Regions from separate parts of the Sus scrofa genome. Here region 2 is linked to region 1. Evidence: chromatin contacts called from public HiChIP or PLAC-seq data. All regions are on one chromosome and are shown on one strand. Each heading gives the region's core, a stretch centred on a gene start, on an enhancer-like site or on the middle of the called end of the contact. The rest is flanking DNA. Distances are from core to core; before and after follow the strand shown.

Region 1 (2,700 bases), core at 162-2,661:
GTCAGATTCGTTAACCACTGAGCCACGACAGGAACTCCAAAATTTGTTTTTAATTAAAAAAAATTTTTAGTAAAATTAACATCCACAAGATGTATAGGAGAAATTATGATAGCTTTGGTCTTGAAGAATATAATGCTTTATTTTTTACATTTTTCTTGAGGGACAGGGGATTAAACCAGATATTTCCCAGTGGATTGAGGCATAGCCTGTTATAAGTCTCTTCAGCCTCCACATCTGGCACCTGGAAGGACCCAGCAAGGGCCTTCCAAGTCCCTTCCCTTGGTTTCCTCCACAGCTGACTATGCGACAAAGACTACTCAGGTTTCTTTCCACTCAGTTTCTATGGAAGACCTTTAGCTAGTTAATTTTTTTTTTTTTTTTTTTTTTTGGTCTTTGGTCTTTTTAGGGCCACACCCGGGGCATATGGAGGTTTCCTGGCTAGGGTTCGAATTGGAGCTGCAGGTGCCAGCCTATGCCACAGCCGCCGGCCTATGCCACAGCCGCAGCAACAGTAATACAGGATCTGAGCCACATCATCACGGCAACGCTGGACCCTTAACCCACTGAGCAAAGCCAGGGACTTAACCTGTATCCTCATGGATGCCAGTCAGACTCATCTCCACTGAGCCAAGATGGGAACTCCTAGGTAATTAATTTAATTGCCAGCACATTTATTCTGAAATATCCCAGGTCTGATAGAAAACCCAGGAAAAAAGGTTAATATTTGTAAAGGCATAGAGGATGTGGGCACTCATGTGGTTTGGCATCATGTCCTCAGTAAAGGGGCCCCTCCTTGCCTTTGCCCCGTTAGTTAGCAAAATCATGCCCTAAATGAGCAGCTGTTGTGGGGGAGGCTAGGGGCCCAGACCTGGACTGGAATCCTCGCTCTGTAGTATACCCAGGATGTCACATTTTGCAGCCACTTACCCACTCCCATCCTCTTCTTCCTGACCTGTGCAACAGATTATAAAAATACTTACCTCCTGCTGGGAGGAGGTGAATGAGGTCATCCATGTAACATATTTAATGCTGTACCTGGCACTTCGTGAGTGCTTAGTAGATATGACTTCTTTGCTAAGATCTGTCAATATAAAAATGCATACCTGAAAGTTAACTTTCTGCCATGATTCTGGATGGGTTTTCTCCTTCAGCCTTCTTCATTTTGCCTTAAACATGTTTAGTCCCAACAAGCTTTGTCTCAGGGCAAGAAATCCAAAGTAACCCATTTAAAGGGGGCTTCAAACACAGGTGCATTTTCACCTAAGTGCCCACCTGCATGGTGCCAGATATGTGGCCACAGGGCCCAGAGGTGCTACATTGACAGGAGTAGAATTGGTGACACATGGGTCACTGCCTAAGGAATCCATGCTAGGTGTCTCTGACACGGGTCAATACCAAACATCAAAGATAATCACAGGCAAAGCTGGTACATAGAGGCAATTTCACAAAGTAGTGAAATTCTCGGCTGGCCATCCCCCGTGTGCTCATCACTGATTCTGATGTGACCAAAATAGAAACTGCTAACCCTGTGTCACTCCTTGTGCTAGAAAAGGACACGGCACCCAGGGAGGCAGAAAGGAAGGCACTTTGCTTCAACTTCCCCTTTCTTAGTCTAAAATTCCTACTGCAATTTCGGGTAAACTGTCTAGTCATTGAGTCACATTCTGAGCCCAACACCAGCCATCCCTGACCAGCAAGGGACCACAAAGGCAGGGGGTCCTATAGAAGACTTCACACGACTACAGCTCATCCCAGTGGAGATAAAAAGAGACAAATTTTGCTCCAGGGACTTGAGGATTTTAAAAGACCCACCTTCTTAGTAAGGCTGACTTCGTGAAATGAATAAATTGAGTATCTAGCCCATAGAGGGCAGACCTGCACTGAAAACCAGATTTCATTTCTTGGTCTGGCTTTGGTTTCTGAGAAAAGTACTTAGAACACTCCTAAAGGTCATGCATTCTGTTTTTTCATCAATGTTTTGTAAAGTTATCTTGCAGTAGTGAAGGTCCTTGTTTTTTCTGGCTGCAGATAGAACTTCTCCCTAGTATAAATCATCTGTCTTTGTTCTTAGGTGAAAAAGGTAGGCACCAAACGCTAGACAGTCTTACTGAGGAAGTTTCATACTTTTTCTCCATGGAAGCACTTGTCATCTTGAGCTTGTGAACCCACCCGAGGGAGAAAAGTAGAACATTTTAACTGATTCACTTCAAAAATCAACTGGAATTTCCCATCCTGGCTCAGCAGTTAACTAACCCGACTAGTGTCCATGAGGACGCAGGTTTGATCCCTGGCCTCACTCAGTGGGTTAAGGATCCGGCGTTGCTGTGAGCTGTGGTGTAGGTCACAGACAAGGCTCAGATCTGGCGTGGCTGTGGCTGTGGCTGTGGCATAGGCCAGCAGCTACAGCTCCAATTCCACCCCTAGCCTGGGAGCCTCCATATGCCACGGGTGCAGCCCTAAAAAGACCAAAAAAAAAAAAAAAAAAAAAAAAAAAATCAACTCCTCGAGCGCCTCAAGGAATATAAGTGAATCTGAAGTTAAAGAGCAGCAATGAAATGACTCCTCACAACCGAAGATGGGAAATCAAGGTGACGGGCTTGGCAGAGGCAATTGAGGAAGTCGCAAGGGCGAGTTTGTGCTGACAGGCCTTCTGAGGCCAGGAAACCATAACTTCATGACCTTGAAGCGGGATTGTTCAGC
Region 2 (2,700 bases), core at 143-2,642, 250 kb after region 1:
TTTTCCCTAAACTCACAAAATAAGAAAAAAATCTAAGCAGGAGTTCCGGTTGTGGCACAGCAGAAACGAATCCAACTAGGAACCATGAGGTTGCAGGTTCGATCCCTGGCCTTGCTCGGTGGATTAAGGATCCGGCATTGCCATGAGCTGTGGTGTAGGTCACAGACGAGGCTCAGATTCAGTGTTTCTGTGGCTCTGGCTTAGGCCAGTGGCTACAGCTCTGATTAGACCCCTAGCCTGGGAACCTCCATATGCCACGGAAAGCAGCCCTAGAAAAGGCAAAAAGACAAAAAAAAAAAAAAAAAAAAAAAAAAAAAAAAAGAAAGAAAAAAAAAAAGAAAAGAAAGAAGGAAAATATATTTGAAGAAAGTATGGCTGAAAACTTTACAAATCTAGAGGAAATAGCTATCAAGATACAGGAAGCACAGAGGGCCCCAAATAAGTTAAACCCAAACAGGCCCACACCATGACATATTATAATAAAAATGGCAAAAGTTCAGGCTAAAGAGAGGATTCTAAAGGCAGCAAGAGAAAATCAAAGCATTAATTGTAAGGGAACCCCCTTAAGGCTACTATCAGCTGATTTCTCTACAGAAACACTACAGGCCAGAAGAGAGTGGCAAGATAGATCCAAAGTTCTAAAAGGGAAAAATTTGCAGTCTAGAATACTCTACCCAGCAAGAATATCATTTAAAATAGAAGGAGAAATAAAGAATTTTTGCAACAAACAAAAACTAAAAGAGTGTAATACCAAACCCATTTTTTAATCTCATTAAAGGAAATTTGGAAAGTACTGGCAGATGTAGAAAAAACCATGCTAAAACCTGTAATTCAAATAATTACTGTTCACATTTTATATTTTCTTCCATACTTTTTTTCCATGCATAGGCTCTTTGCTTGTTTTTACACATGGCCTGTACACTGTAATTTGATTCCCTAACATGGTCATACACATTTTCTTAAGCCATTATTCCATTCATTTTGAAACATTTATTGGAAGTCTTCTCTCTGCCTGCCCTGTACCAGTTGCTAGGATTCCAGAGAGAACAAATACATATGCTCCATGTCCTCAAAGAACTTACCCCTTAGTGGTAAAAATATTTAAACACACAAAAATCATCACAACTAAATAAATGATTATAAAGTGGGATGACTATTGTTAGATTAATAAGGATATAGGTTCAAGACACAAAATAACACTGCTGTAAACGAAGTAGACATTTGTTTTTTTCAAGTCGCAGTTTGGGTGTCAGCAGTCTAGGGTTGCAGGAAGAATCCAGGGTACCTGAGATTTAGGCTCTTTCAGTCTTGTTCCATCATTTAAGGGGTATAGTCCTCACCCGCGTGTCCAAGATGACCCATTGCTAGTGGCCAGCCAGCAGCAATAGTGTAAGGGGAAGTTGCAAGATGCTTTTCTCTTTCAGACAGGAATTTCTTCATCATTTTTGTGCATGGCATATAACAATATATGTGCTTCTCTAAACGTTAAATAGTAAGATCTAGCAGTGAGTCAGATTTCAAGTTTCATGGGGTCATGACCATAAACAATAGCAAAAAACTGTTTGTGATTTCATGTGAGGACAAGATCACAGTACTCCTAATACTTCCTGCTATATTCATAATTGAAGCTAATGCTAAGTTTTAATTAGCAGTTAGTGAAAATATATAGTTTTTTTTTTCCTATTCAAAGTCACAGACACCTCCCTCCACCCCATGAATTCTGTTCACAGCTTCCTTGATCTAAGAGCCCTCTGCTTTTAGGACACAACCCTGAATTTGCCCATCACATGTGCTCATATCCCATTGGTCAGAACTTAGTTTTCTCCAGTAGAAGCTTGAAATAGTCTTCATTCCAGGCAGCCATGAGCCTAGTTAGAAATCAGGACCCTATTATTATTGAAAATGAAGAGAAGGGATATTGGGGAAACATTAACAAAAAAGAACCAGATAGGAGTTCCGTCGTGGCTTAGTGGTTAATGAGCTCGACTAGCATCCATGAGGATCAGGTTTCAATCCCCAGCCTCATTCAGTGGGTTAAGGATCCGGCGTTGCCGTGAGCTGTGGTGTAGATCACAGACACGGCTTGGATCTGGTGTTGCTGTGGCTGTGGATCTGGTGTTGCTGTGGCTGTGGTGTCGGCCAGCAACTACAGCTCTGATTCAACCCTTAGCCTGGGTACCTCCATGTGTCCCAGATGTGGCTCTAAAAAACCAACCAAACAAACAAAAAACCAGATACCAGAATTTAACAGAGAGTCCTAATCCAGATCATGAGATCAGGAAAAGTATCTCTGAGAAGTGACAGTTAAGCTGAGATTTGAAATATTATTAGTAATAGTAACAATACCTGTTATTCATTGAGAGCTTACCCTGTGCTAGATAGTCTTCTAGTATACTGTGTGTATTCATTCAGTCTCACAATAGCCATACTCAGTGTAGCACTGAAAGTCCTACATCCCAGGAAACCCCTTGGCCTATGGCAAACTGGATGGTTTCACTCTATTGGTACTCTTGTTAGCATCCCCATTTTATAGAAAAGGAATCTAAGGCATGAAAAGTTCAAATAATTTGCTAGTAATGAGCATAGGAAAGATTTACACTTAGGAAGGCTATTCCACAACTTACCTGCTTAACTGTTGTGTTAGTTTGCACCCTATAGATAGAGTGGCCTAAACAGCAGAATTTATTTTCTCACAATTCT

Evidence for each region. HiChIP or PLAC-seq counts read pairs in DNA pulled down with a chosen protein or histone mark.
Region 2: a contact with region 1 is called in an H3K27ac HiChIP or PLAC-seq map of alveolar macrophages. The contact joins two enhancer-like sites. A contact is called at or near these places in 1 of 5 promoter capture datasets (fetal liver) and 1 of 2 datasets of contacts at active chromatin or transcription factors (alveolar macrophages).

What each region holds. Positions count from the first base shown.
Region 1 is chr4:41,413,195-41,415,894 of Sscrofa11.1, forward strand. No RefSeq gene overlaps it. Among named protein-coding and RNA genes, the nearest start is that of C4H8orf37, 41 kb to the left of the region's middle. Within about 2 kb of position 1,412, at least 16 of the 83 cell types and tissues checked have an H3K27ac peak or open chromatin away from gene starts, as enhancers often do. A contact at or near this core is called in alveolar macrophages, where this site is marked.
Region 2 is chr4:41,659,134-41,661,833 of Sscrofa11.1, forward strand. The region is part of intron 1 of LOC106510020; the gene reads left to right. Among named protein-coding and RNA genes, the nearest start is that of NDUFAF6, 4.8 kb to the left of the region's middle. Within about 2 kb of position 1,393, at least 1 of the 83 cell types and tissues checked has an H3K27ac peak or open chromatin away from gene starts, as enhancers often do. A contact at or near this core is called in alveolar macrophages, where this site is marked.